Linked DNA regions of Mus musculus: region 1 is linked to region 2. The links are chromatin contacts, called in public HiChIP or PLAC-seq maps. All regions are on one chromosome and are shown on one strand. The core of a region is the stretch at or near the end of the contact, and the rest is flanking DNA. Distances in the headings are between cores, read along the strand shown.

Region 1 (7,279 bases), core at 212-2,711, 48 kb before region 2:
TAATTGTGTTGTAGTAAAATTGCTGTTCTCTATATAACCATGGGATGATTAGGGATCATCAGGGTACAAGCACCCCAAACGATATGTCTCTGTGGAAAATGAGAATTGACTGTCAGAATACATATCCATCCCTTTCTTTCAATCCTACATCCTAGGTTTTGGGCTATGCCTTTCTGATTTCCCACATTCATTATTTTAACATTGCCCTCAGTAGCCTCTTTAGTCTCTCATTACCATAGAAAACCAGTGTGTGGCAAGAAGAGTCCTTTTGTTTGTTTGGCGTGGTGATTTACTTATGCTTAGTGCAAGGTGTGGTACTCTCAGGAGGTATGGCATTGTTGGAGGAGGTTTGCCACTGTGGATGTAGGACTTTGAAGAGATCTATATCTACTCAAGCTCTGCCCAGAGTGAGACAAGCAGTCTCTCCTTACTGCCTTCAAATTGGCTTGCTGAACTCTCAGCTCCTTCTCCAGCACTATGTCTGCCTGGATGCTGCTATAATGATAATGAACTGAACCCCTGAAAATTTAAGCCAGCTACAAGTGATATTTTCCTTTATAAAAGTTGCCTCAGTCATGGCATCTTTTCACAGTAATGGGTACACTAAGACAGTTTGGTTTTAGTCTTTTGAGACAGGGTTTCTTTGTGTAGTCTTGGCCATCCTAGAACTAGCTCTGTAGACCAGACTGGCTTTGAACTCACAGTGATCTACCTCTGGGATTAAAGGCATGTGCCTCAACTGCTGGACTAAGAACTGTCTTTCTTGAGCTGCATTCAGTGGCAAAGACCTTTGATCCTAACACTTAGGAGGCAGTGTCAAGCTGATGTCAGATCATGACCAGCTTGGTCTATAGGAAAAGTTCCAAGGCAGCCAGGACTACACAGAAAAACCCTATCTCAGAAAGAAATAATTGTCTTTCTTACCTGTCTCAGTCCTACTTCAGCTCCAAATTATCAGCTGAACTAAATCTACGCTCATTGATCTTAATTTCTAGCATCTTCTTTATTTGCCACACCCCACACTGTTTTTTAAATAATTCATTCGTGAAGCAAAATTTAAAGTAGATGACTGTTAACACAACGATTAACTATATGCACGGAGGGTGGCTTATAGTGGGGGATCAGCCAGACTTTGCATCCTATTCAAAACTCTTAAGCAGTACTATGTGTAGCGGCCTTAAAGCAGAGTTGGATAATAGTATTAGCGTCCCAAAATAAGGCTTTATATCATATTTTGTATTATCACTACTGACATGTTAAACAGAGACCCTGTAGCCTGTAAAATCTACAGAAGTAAGGAATTTCGTATGCTAAGGTAGTTGTTGCTAACGCACTTTCAACAGACTGGCTGTCACAAGTCTCTCTCAAAGAACTACAAGGCCCAGAGGGCCGTTCGGTCAGAGCGCCTGCGCAGTGAGCATTTTTCCATTGTGTTCCTCGTTCCCGGGCAAGACTCGCCCGGCGACGTTGTGGCCTGCGCAGGAAGAAGCGGAAGAAGATGGCGCTCACCAGGTGGGTTGTTGATTTGGGTCCTCGATACGGAAGGGTCTGGAGTACACATCTTTTCCTTTCTGCCCGTACTGTTCGGGCTGTGACCTGGCCTGAGGCGCAGAAGTAACTTAGTCAAAACCGTGGCTGGAACCTCTCTCGGGCTTCCTCCGCGACTAGGCCGCGCCGAAGCCGGGGTCTTTCCTTCGGGGCTTCCCGGGTTGAGTTCGCCCCCCCCTGTTCCGAGAGCCCTGACATGGCCTCGCCGCGAGGACCTCACATGTGCTTCGCGTAAGCGGCGCGGTAGATTGACGAGCGCCTTGTGGACTGCGGGCTGAGATGGTTGCACTGCGAAGCCGCGGCTTATTTAACCCCGCTAAGCAAAGCTCGCCCGTCTCGTGGGAGGCTTTCCAGCCGCTTGTATGTTTTGTGCTTCTCATTTTCTCCTGCTACTCTCTCTCTCCCGAAACAAAGATTTTTGCAAAAAAAAAAAAAAAAACAAAACAAAAAAACAAAGAGTTGGGAACGTCCGAGAACCGACCAAGTTTTTTTTTAATTGACAGCAGTAGGGGCTGCTGTTGACTAAATGCGCGCCGCTCCACCTTTTAACTTTGGATCTTAGAATTTCTTTTGTACATAGAACCACCTCCGGCTTTTGCTGTTCCTGGTTGCCCTGGTTACTGTATGTAAAGTGTTTCCAACCTTTAAGGAAAAGAAAATGCTAAGTGGGAGACTTCCAAAAAGTTATGTAACTCCCAACTGCTGTAAGTGGAAAAACTTTCCATGCAAACTCAGCTGGAAAAGTCTGATTTTAAAGAAGGTATTCACTTTAGGGCCTTGGATTGTACCTGTTAAACCCACTTCTCATATTTTTTCCTGGCTCATAACAATATGAATCCTAAGAATATTTTGGTTATATGAATTAAGGTTTGTTGTCCTGCTTTGCCCTAGAGGTAGTATATGTAGAATGAAAAAAAAATTTTTTTTAAACCGGGAAGATGGACAAGTGGGTACACGGATGAAAATAGTGCAGGCGGGAGGATCTCAGAGTTCCAAGGCCAATCAGGTCTGTATAGGTAGTTTAAGGCCAGGATTTAAAAACAAAAACAGAATAACACTGACCTGGTTAGCTTTAACTGTCTGCTTAACACCTGGTCAAAAGATATCAGGTGAAAAAATTGCCTAGAACAGATTGGCTTATGGACATGTCTGGAAAGGATTGTTTTTCTTGCTAAGAGATGCAGGAAGATCCAAACCACTAATGGCTGCTCCATTCCCTAGGCGGGATATCCTGAACAGTATAAGCTAGATGAGTATAAGCCACTCTGCCAACCAGCAAGCAGCTTACATGGTGCCTAGCCTGCCTGCCTGCTTGCCTCCCTCCTTCCTTCTCTGCAAGAAAGCAAGTCCCTCTTGCTCTTGATTGTCTGTGGGATTTCACTAGCTGCCTTGACATCTCTCGTGGGTTTTAACCTGGAATTAAAAGCCAAATGTACTGGCTGGGTTTGTGTGTCAATTTGACACAAGCTCAATTTATCACACAGATAGGAGCCTCACTTAAGGAAATGCCTCCACGAGATCCAGCTGTAAGGCACTTACTCAATTAGTGATCAAAGGCGGGAGGGCCCAGCCAATTGTGGGTTGTGTCATCCCTGGGCTGGTAGTTCTGGGTTTTATAAGAAAGCGAACTGAGCAAGCCAGGGGAAGCAATCCAGAAAGCAGCAGCCTCCATGGGTACTGCATGAGCTCCTACCTCCAAGTTCCTGCCCTGTGCGAGTCCCTTTCCTTACTTTCTTTGGTGATAAACAGCATTGTGTAAGTGTAAGCTCAATAAACCCTTTCCTCCCCCTACTTGCTTCTTGGTCATGATGTTTTGTGCAAGAATACATACAGTGACTAAGACATCAGATAAGCCCTTCCTCCTGTAAATTGTGTTTTGCCGCAGTTTTTTAACAACAGCCACAGAAATGAAACTGGAACCAACAGATGATGTACTGGTACATCAACAGATGTGTGGTCCTAGCCTCGGTACAGAAAAATAAGAGTGAGTTGTGCTGACTGAGTGTTTTAGATAGCAAATATTCGAGTCTTCTTCAGGCACTATGATACAGATTAGTAGGACCATGAGAGGGAAAGTAGAATTTGAAATGGATGCACACAAGAAGAACGCCAGAGGTATAATATGTCTTGAGTGCCTATCAGCAATGCTAAAAGGTGAAGTCTCAAAATGGTCGGGCTTGAGGACTACAAAGCTTTCATTTCTGTGTTTTTAAATGTTGTTTATAAAACTAGCAAATACGGACTGGGGAGGAATAGGTCAGTGGTTCAAAGCAGTGGCTGTTCTTGCAGAGGACCTGGTATGTTTCCCAGCACCCACATGGCAGCTCAGGTTGCTCTGTCTGGTAAATGAATAGTTAATCATAATGCAGAAAGTTGGATGGTATACACATGGTCTAGACAGCTTTAATCCCAAAACTGGGGAAGCAGCTGGATCTACACAGTGAGAGTCTGTCTGCTGACAATGAAAACAGAAAAACCAATAGGAAAGCACAGTAGCATAATGTGGAATTCCTCTATAATCTCATTACTCTAGAGGCTGAGGCTAGACAGGGACAAGTTCAAGACCAGCCTGGACTACCTAAATAGGCCTTGTTAAAAATTAGGAAGGCCACCAAACCCGGACACTATTGCATATGCCAGAAAGAGTTTGCTGAAGGGACCCTGTTATAGCTGTCTCATATGAGGCTATGCCAGTGCCTGGCAAATACAGAAGTGGATGCTCACAGTCATCTATTGGATGGAACACAGGGCCCCCAATGGAGAAGCTAGAGAAAGCACCCAAGGATCTGAAGGGGTCTGCAACCCTATAGGTGGAACAACAGTATGAACTAACCAGTACCCCCAGAGCTCCTATCTCTAGCTGCATATGTAGCAGAAGATGGCCTAGTCGGCCATCACTGGGAAGAGAGGCCTCTTGGTATTGCAAACTTTATATGCCCCAGTACAGGGGAACGCCAGGGCCAGGAAGCGGGAATGGGTGGGGAGGGGAGGGGGGGGGGCTATAGGGAACTTTCAGGATAGCATTTGAAATGTATATAAAGAAAATATCTAATAAAAAAAGAAAAAAATACGAAGGATTCTTAGGAAACCATGTGCTGGAGGCTGGCTTCTGTATAAAGTATAGAAACACAGAAGGGCTGGTGAGATGGCTCAGCACTTAAGAGCACTGACTGCTCTTCAGAACGTCCTGAGTTCAAATTCCAGCAACCACATGGTGGCTCACAACCATCCATAATGAGATCTGACACCCTTTTAAGTCTGTACAAGCATTTGCCTTTGGCATAGTCAAAATTTTTACTGTTTGTCTCTGAGTAATTTTTTTCCTTTCCACACATAAGAATAATAAATATTAAATGGTTCTAATAATCATTGAAAAGTCTGTGTGCAGAGTAAAGGCATATTGTAGCTGAATTGTGATAATTAAATTCTGACTTTTAATTTCCTGTAGCTTTTTACCTGCGCCTACTCAGCTGTCTCAGGACCAACTTGAAGCTGAAGAAAGGGCAAGATCTCAGAGATCACTGCAGACCTCTCTGGTCTCCTCTCGAAGGGAGCCTCCCCCATACGGATATAGGAAAGGCTGGATTCCAAGACTATTAGAGGTAAATGTGGGCTAAAATATATTATTGTACACTTGCAAGATAAATTTGAACCCTGGATGGTGAGTACTAACAGCCATTCAATAGTAAGTTCAGAAAGTCTGCTCTTCCTTGCATAGACTTTCTGTTCATTGTCTTGGTCGGTGATCACCGGAGAATCACTGTTTTGCTTCTTATCATACTGAACTATTCAACTTGTACAAAAGGGACTAGCATACCTTTACAAATGTAGGTCTTACAGCACTTGAACAATAATGGGAGTAATGGGAGAGAGTGATACAGATACAAGAAGAGGCAGATGGCCCAGCAAGCAGCAGCTCTTGCTACACAAACCTGACAATTTGAATTCAATTCCACAGTGGGAAAAGAGAACGTGCTCCCAAAACTTTTTTGTTGTTTTAAGATTTATTTATTATATGTAAGTACACTGTAGCAGTCTTCAGACACACCAGAAAAGGTCATTGGATCCCATTACAGATGGTTGTGAGCCACCATGTGGTTGCTGGGAATTGAACTTAGGACCTCTGGAAGAGCAGTCAGTGCTCTTAACCACTGAGCCATCTCTCCAGCCCCCAAAACTTTTTTTTTTTTTTTCTTGCAAGCACTGTGGTGTGGGCATGTGCCCCCACTTCTTTCTCTCTCTCCCTCCCCCTCTCTCTTTCTCTGTCACACATACACTAGTAATAATAAATATAAACTTTAAATCTTGGTAAGGAAAAGAATCGGGTTTGCATTTGAGTTGTGTTCACACCCCACCTTCAACTATGAAAATAATACCATGTCATAACTCTGAAGAGACACCCTTCTTCAGGGAGAACCCCAATAGTGTCTCCTTTGTCGGTTGATTTCGCTGTGTGCTTTTTAAATCTTCAGTTTGATTATGTTAGCACATGCCTGGTCATAATATTACATACCTACATTTTTAGGAGTGTGAAAGCTAAACTTTGGTTGATTTGGTGGAAGCAAAGATTTTTTTGTACCTCTGATTTGTCTCCAAAGAACAAATTTCCTTTGGAGACAATATTTAACTGATTACTCAGAATCCTGTGCATATTTCATTACATATCTTTTCCCAATAGCACATATTTGCCATCTTCCTTATCTGGAGAGAACAGTAAACACTTGAGACTTAACCTATCTGCGCTAAAGAGATGGGTCAGCAGTGAGTAGACTTATATATTGTGTTCATATCAAATGATCTCCCCTTACCTGGATATGGTGGTACATGCCTGTAGTCCCAGCACTTGGGAGGCAGAGGCAGGCAGATTGTGAGTTTGAGGCCAGCCTGTTCTACAGAGTGAGTTCCAGGCCAGCCAGGGCAATTCAGGGAAACTGTCTCTAAAAATAAAAGTCAACAAGCAAAAAAAAAAAAAGAATGAGCGATTAAGTTATTTTATATGTCTGAGTGTTTTCCCTCCTCATACATGTGTGTACCACATTCATGCAGTGTCCTTGGAGGTCAGAAGAGGGCCTTGCAACAAGAGTTACAAGTGGGTCCTGGGAACCAAATTTGAGTTCTCTGCAAAGAGTAGCCAGTGCTCTTAAGCACCACCAAGCCAACTTCCAGCCCCGTGTAGCCTTATACATAAGGTTATGACATCTGCCGTAGACTTAAGGTCTCTGCCTTTTTGCAGTCTGCCTCTGGGTGGGTTTCTAGTATCTTCGAATAGAAACATTGATTAGCATCTTGCACTCTGTCTCTCCCTTGTTTGCCATGCCTCTGTCCACTCTGTCAAGTCAAGAAACAGAGCACCTAACAAAGCCCACCCTGCCTTGCTGTAACAGCCCTGGGTTTTGTTGGGTTTTGTTTTGTCTGTGTTCTCATCTGGTCTTTATGAATCCTGGTGTGTGAAGCCTATCTTGCTGTTTTTAAGGATTTTGGATTTGGTTTTATTCCATCTGGAATTAGTGTGATGCATAACAAGATAGGAAGGCATTCCAGCCTTCTGGATAATCTATTCCTGTATGTAGCCAAAAGGTAGTGGCAGGCATTATATAATTGTACTTAGTGTCCTTTAAGAGCTTATAGATGTGTTTTGGGGCATGGGGCTTTCTCTGGATTACTGCGTGAGGACAGCAGGCTTCAGTTTTCATACAAGAGAGCCTTTGAGCTTTCTGACATCTGGTGACTG
Region 2 (6,908 bases), core at 459-2,958:
TACAGATTGTTAAATATCCCTTAATTCTTATTTAAATTTTGTATGTTTGGTGTTTTGCCTGTTCCTGATGTTTCTATTTACAGATTTCTAAGAGAAACTGTTCAGCATGTGAATATTTTTATGCTTCCCTGTACCTCTCAGTTTATATTGATAATCTTTAAATGCTTATTTTAAAGATAAAATTTTATTTTTTCAGAAAGTGGTAATTAAATTTTCTTTCATGTGTGTGGGTGTTTTGCCTTCTTATATGTGTGAAGAGCACTTGCTTGTCCACTTGCTGTGGAAACCAGAAGAGAGCATTGGATTCCCAAGAATTGGAATTCTAGATGTTTGTGAGATGCCATGTGAGCTCTGGGAATCTTTCTGATCCTCTGCTACAGCAGTGAAATACGCTTTTAATTATAGGGCCATCCCTCGACCTGGAGAGCATAGCTCTTAAACCTTGTAAATCTACTTTAGTCGGAACTTCAGAATGCAAATCTAGGAGCAATAGCACTGTCTTGCAAAAAGGACTTGTTTCATGAAATTATGTTTTAAAGTGCCTGTATCATACCAGGTGTGGTTATATGTGCCTTTTTAAATTCTAGCACTTGGGAGACATGGGGGGGCGGGGGCGGGGTTGTAGTAAATTCCTGGTCTTTCAGTACTACATAGTAAGATCCTGTCTTTGAAAAATAAACTCAAAAAGTACCAATATCTTTAGGGGGTGGGGGCTGTATTTACCTGGGAAGAATTCCTAATATGTTAAACTGAAACACTCGCAGTCTGGTGTAACTCCAGATCCAGGGTCTCCAGCACTCTAACCCCTGAGAGCACTAGAGGCATGCATAGGTTGGGTGCAATTAAAGCGCCCATGCACATAAGGAATAACATGTTTAGCTGGGTGATGGCTGCTCGTGTTTTAATGCCAGCACTCAGAAGACAGAGGCAATGGAGTTTGAAGGAACCTGGTCTATAGAGTTCCAGGACAGCAGAGCTACACAGGAAAACCTTTACTCAGAAATAAAAGAAAAAAAAGTAAGTTTTGTTTTGTTTTTCGAGACAGGGTTTCTCTGTGTAGTCTTGGCTGTCCTGGAACTCATTTTGTAGACCAGGCTGACCTCAAACTCAGAAATCCGCCTGCCTCTGCCTCCCAAGTGCTGGGATTAAAGGTGTGCACCCCCAAGCCCAGCAAAAGTAATACTTTTAAGTGGGTATGTGCATAGTAAAGGTATATATTCTCAATTTTTTTAACCCTAACCCTGATTATGTAAGAACACTGTTGGTGTCTTCAGACACACCAGAAGAGGGCATCAGATCCCATTACAGATGGTTGTGAGCCACCATGTGCTTGCTGGGATTTGAACTCAGGACCTCTCTCTCTCTCTCTCTCTCTCTCTCTCCAGTATATGAAGGGAATCCTTTAAAGAGTTGTGTAAACCATATGCTGAGCTCAGCACCAACTGATGAAGGGTCACAGTCAAGCATCCTTCCTAATGTCTTCCTGATGAAGCATAACACCTTATCTCTGCGTTTTGGTATCTTACACAAAAACCTTGCTGGGCAGCTCTGATTACTGCTTTAATTCCTAGACGTGAAATGAATGCAAAGGGTCTACTGAAAACCAGTGGGAAGGCCACATGAAAGCTGAACCCTCTATGCTCCCTGCCTATTATGTCTCTTCTGCTGTAGTGTCTGAACATGGGGTCATGTTCAGCCCGTGTCTGGTTTTCCCTAGAGAGGTCCCAAGGCCTTTGTGAGACACAGATGTATTGCTAACCAGGCAGAGTCAGCAAGATTTAGCTTACCTGTTTTCCAATTTTCTTAGTTCCCTTTTCACTGAGATAAGCTGGTCTTACCCCTTCCCCTTAATCCCAAAACTGATTATTAGAGTTGAGAAAAGATAAAGGAAAGCCCTAAAAACCCTAGGGGGATTCAACTGAGACAAATTTGAATGGTAATGAGGCTGCAAGGAGCTTGGGGGCGTGACTACTGATCTCCGCAGCCCCCAGAGGCTGGAGAAGCTGGGCAGGAAAGACCTCCCATCCAGGATTCCAGCTTCAAGGGAGACAGTGGGAAGAACAACAGAAGCCTAGCTACCTAGCCAGGTGGTTTGCTTTTATTGATTTTTTTCTTTTTTTTTTTTTAAACATGAAGTCCCCTGAAGATGGGCTTGCTGCCTCTCTTGCTTTCACTGGTAAGTCAAATTTCTTCTAAAATAAGATGACTTTCTAGAAGGTAAAAATTTCATAGCTAAGTTTTAGTTACAGTTCCAACACTTAGCAACAACTTCAGAGAGTTGGTTATCAGGCTTGCCTGTTGAGCATTTTCCCCACAGGGCCATCTCCCTTGCTCCTTTATCCTGTGTCTAATCCCCCAAGAAACTCTTGGCTTTAAAGTTTTCATACTCTGGTCCCTTCTCAAGTCATTGTTCCTCTCCTGACCCAGGCCGTTGCCATCTCTGCTGCCTCACTGGCTCCTCCCATTCATGACTCTCCTCCCTGTCTCCATAGCCAAGGCAGACTATATCCTGCTTCTCCCTGAGGCCAAGGCAGAGTGTCAGCAGTCACATACAAATCCTCACCCCAGCTGGCCCCTGATTTCTCTTGGCTTCTCACTCCCACCTGGCCACTTTGACCTTATTCTTTCTCTGGTCATTCTGAAGTCTGCACAGGTTACTAAATATTGTAATGAAATATGATAGATAATTTAAATATGACTAATAATTCTTGGTTTTCCTCCCTTGAGACTCTCAGTGCCACAAGACAAAGATGTAATCTGTTCTTTGTGGCACAGAGCTGTTCAGTGTTGGCATGGATGTGTGCAAAGGCTGTGATCCACTGCTGTGAGAAGGTAAATTGGTAAAACTCTGGTACGTAATTGTCATTGTTGACATAAACTTTTATCCGGTAATTGAGGTCTTTTCCCTATAGAACCTCCACATGGGTACATACTGTGTAAAAGATACTCATAATAGCCGGGCATGATGGTGCACGCCTTTAATCCCAGCACTTGGGAGGCAGAGGCAGGCAGATTTCTGAGTTCAAGGCCAGCCAGGGCTATACAGAGAAACCCTGTGTCGAAAAAACAAACAAACAAAAAATAATAATAATGAAGAACCAGGGGCTGGAGAGATGGCACCTCGGTTAAGAGCACTGGCTGCTCTTCTAAAGGTCATGAGTTCAATTCCCAGCAACCTCATGGTGGCTCACAACCATCTGCAATGGGATCTGATGCCCTCTTCTGGTGTGTCTGAAGACACCAACAGTGTACTCACATACATAAAATAAATTAATTAATCTTTAAAAAAATAATAATGAAAAACTGCTAATAACCCAAAAGTTGGTAGCAAGCAACTAATAGAATATATGCGCACTCAAACACATTAATGCTGAGAAGGACATTGTGACTCGCACCTGTAATCCCAGCGCTCAGGATGTAGAAGCAGGAAGATGGAAAGTTTGAGATCACCCTGGATCCAGACCATCAACTTACAAGAAAAAAACCAAAACAAAAGAACGTGGGTGGTTGTAGTGCTCACCTTTAATCCCAGCACTCAGTAGGAAGAGGCAGGTGGGTCTCTAAATTTGACACCAGCCTGTCTAGCAAGCATCAAGCGTGTTACAGAGAAACCCTGTCTGGAAAAACCAAACTGGAACTCGGCTGGCCTTGAACTCAGCATCTGCCTACCTCTGCCTCCCATGTGCTGAGATGAAAGTGTGAAAGTGTACACCACCACTGCCCAAAGTAAAGGAACATGTCATGTTCACGTGTTGTAAGTACATCCGGGGGAATTCATCCTAATGTAGTGTTATGGAGGAGACATTGGGAGGTGGGAGAAGGCACTTTCCACTGTATAGTTTTGTGTTCTCTGATTTTTTTAATAGAAATACATTCACGTATTATCTATGTGTATTTTCAATTACATGCAACAAACCTTATAAATAATCCTATGCAGACGTTCAGGCGTGGTGGCTCACATCTGTAATCCCAACCCTCTAGAGGCTGGAGTACAAGTGGCAAATAGCAAAGCCAGTCTGGGCTACATAGACCTGTCTTCAAAAACACAACACCATATTCAGTAATAAGAGTAAAGATGAGGTTTATCTCTCTAACCCCAGCCTATTCTGATCCTGTGTTTATAAACGAGATCTGTTGTAAACAGCTGCCAGGCTCTTCTGGCTTCTTGCCAGACTGGCTGGAGAATCCGTGATCCCACCTATTACAATAAGATAATCAGTCCCTTGCCTTTCTGCATCCCAAGCTCTAGACACCTTACTGTGCCAGCCAGCTTTGGTCTGCCCCACTATGCAAGTACCAGTCCTGGGCTTTGCTTAGTAGGGCAACAGGTAAGTTATAGTTGAGGTTGAGCCATTTGGTAAGGCTCTTAGTACTATCCTGAAAAGAATTACTATATTCTGGGGACATGCCTGGGACGTTGAAGACTACAGAGCCCTAAGACTGCATTTCTGTTGAGCTCTGTCTTAGTGGCAGAAGGGAGGTGAGATAAGTTCCTGTGTGGACACACCAGGAAGTGACTACACTGGGTACCTCTCTCTGGTTAGGTATTAGATGAGATTGGATTTGTATTGTAGCTGCAAGCATAGCTTCCATCAGTTCTCAGAGCACTGGATGTTGGACCTAAGAGCTCTGCTTTGGGTGTGATGGCACAAGTCTTTTTTTTTTTAATTAGATATTTTCTTTATTTACATTTCAAATGCTATCCTGAAAGTTCCCTGTACCCTACCCCCGCCCTGCTCCCCTACCCACCCACTCCCACTTCTTGGCCCTGGCATTTCCCCTGTACTGGGGCATATAGAAGTTTGCAAGACCAAGGGGCCTCTCTTCCCAATGATGGCCGACTAGGCCATCTTCTGCTACATATGCAGTTAGAGACACAAACTCTGGGGGTACTGGTTAGTTCATATTGTTGTTCCACCTATAGGGTTGCAGACCCCTTCAGTTCCTTGGGTACTTTCTCTAACTCCTCCATTGGGGGCCCTGTGTTCCATGTATTTGCCAGGCACTGGGTACAAGTCTTTAATACCAGCACTCAGGAGGCAAAGGCAAGCCTGGTCTACAAGAGCGAGTACCAGGACAGCCAGAGCAACACAAAGAAACTGTGTGTTTAAAAAACAAAAACAGCTGGGCAGCGGTGACGCACGCCTTTAATCCCAGCACTTGGGAGGCAGAGGCAGGCAGATTTCTGAGTTTGAGGCCAGCCTGGTCTACAGAGTGAGTTCCAAGACAGCCAGGGCTATACAGAGAAACCCTGTCTCAAAAAAACAAAAACAAAAAAAAGAAGTACTCAGCAGCGGGGCCCCAGGCTCAGCCATGGAGAAAGCGTGGACAATACTGCTTCTGTGGGTTTTTTTTTTTTTTTTTTTTTTTTTTTTTTGGTGCTGGTATTTTATTTTTTTGTGTGTACATTAGGCCATGTATTCGTATGGAATGGGCTCCAACAGCTCAGGCTCTTTTCTGTTAGTCCTCACAAAGTGTGCTTCTCTGGGTGGCGCAGGCTGGCGCTTCAGCTGCACCCAGGTGCCCTTCTCTTTGGCTTCCTTTTTCTTCTGGTCGTTCTCCTTCACCCGCTTCAGGAAGCTATCTCTGCTCTTTGAGTGCTTGATGTGCTCAATCCGCACATTGATCCTCTTGGTCAGAATTTTGCCTTAACCTGCTTGTTGACAATGATGCCCACGGCATGCTGGGTGACATTGTATACTCTTCCGGTTTTACCACGGTAGCACTTATGGGGCATTCCTTTTTGAACAGTGCCCATTCCCTTGATGTCTACAATATCACCCTTGTAGATTCGCATGTATGTGGCCAAAGGAACAACGCCATGTTTCCTAAAAGGCCTAGAGAACATGTACCGGGTTCCTCTCCTTTTTTCCTTTGTGTTCGTCGTTTTGGCGAGTTACTGGAAGATGGCTGCGGCAGCCGAAAGCTGCTTCTGTGTTTCTGAAGCCAGTCATTTTTTTTTTAAAGATTTATTTATTGTATGTATGTGAGTACACTGTCACTATCTTCAGACACACCAGAAGAGGACACCGATATAAAAGTTGACCCGCAAAGGAGGAAATTTGGTTTCACTCTAACTATTTGGGTCAAAGGGCAGCCAAAGGTTCTCTCGGTGGTTTCATCCCTCTTGTGAAAACAAAGCACCTTTTAATCTTGATGTAACCGATTAGTCCTGACTCATCCTGGGAGCCATTCTTGGAATGCATAGCCCACAGCACTACCTGACAGCTTTTATTCGCCCATAATTTGTGTCCTCCAGAGAATAAACTCCTCAAGCACACTCTCTTTTGGAGCTGCTTCCCTGACACCTGACCCATCGTGCAATGCATAGTAGCTGCTTAGTCGTAGTCATAATCTTGCCGTGACACTGGTCCCACAGAACTCTATGCAGATCAGTAGCCGCTAGAGAGCAACAACACGGACTGGTGTTTGAACATTTTCAAGCCAGCCTCTTGTGTTGTTACTGTGGGTGGAATTGTGATAGATAAGGCACCTTGGGCATCGCTATCAGAACTTGACCCAAGTACTCAGGACCTTAAGTAGGGAGCATGTCAAACAGAAAGCAGCCAACTGCAGGAAGCAGATCCAGGTAGGAGAATCAGGAAAAGGTATCGGAACACAGGTGCAGTCTTCTTCCTTCCTGTTCTTCCTCCCCCCGACCCCACCCCACCCCCACCCCCACCCCCGTGGTCTTAGCTGCTTTGCATTTGCTGCCTTAGTCCATCTCTGATAATTTTACTTACACGGGGCTGCCACTACTGGACCCGAATTGATGGAAGACTATCAGCTTAGCCACCTTCGGGCCAGCTGTGTGCCCCAAACCAGTTAGTTACCTATGATGAAGTAGGCAGGGATGCTAGGACCTAGCTCTTCAAACTCCAAAGGAGGGATGACGGATGGGCAGAAAG

The links. HiChIP or PLAC-seq counts read pairs in DNA pulled down with a chosen protein or histone mark.
Region 1: a contact with region 2 is called in an H3K4me3 HiChIP or PLAC-seq map of embryonic stem cells, with 4 times the contacts expected there. The contact joins the promoter of Snw1 here to the enhancer-like site in region 2. A contact is called at or near these places in 13 of 39 promoter capture datasets (the C10 cell line, the HPC-7 cell line, cranial neural crest and 7 more), 32 of 484 Hi-C or Micro-C datasets (CD8 T cells, the G1E-ER4 cell line, cortical neurons and 17 more), 9 of 115 datasets of contacts at active chromatin or transcription factors (the SCID.adh cell line, effector CD8 T cells, embryonic stem cells and 1 more) and 3 of 9 other capture datasets (adipose tissue, liver and pancreatic islet).

What each region holds. Positions count from the first base shown.
Region 1 is chr12:87,466,481-87,473,759 of GRCm38.p6, reverse strand. Snw1 (SNW domain containing 1) reads left to right here and starts at 1,461. Exons shown (of 14, transcript NM_025507.2): 1 at 1,461-1,512; 2 at 4,997-5,150. The coding sequence starts at 1,499.
Region 2 is chr12:87,419,486-87,426,393 of GRCm38.p6, reverse strand. It overlaps the pseudogene Gm8557. Among named protein-coding and RNA genes, the nearest start is that of Mir3068, 15 kb to the left of the region's middle. Within about 2 kb of position 1,708, at least 14 of the 459 cell types and tissues checked have an H3K27ac peak or open chromatin away from gene starts, as enhancers often do. A contact at or near this core is called in embryonic stem cells, epiblasts and stem cell-derived epiblast-like cells, where this site is marked.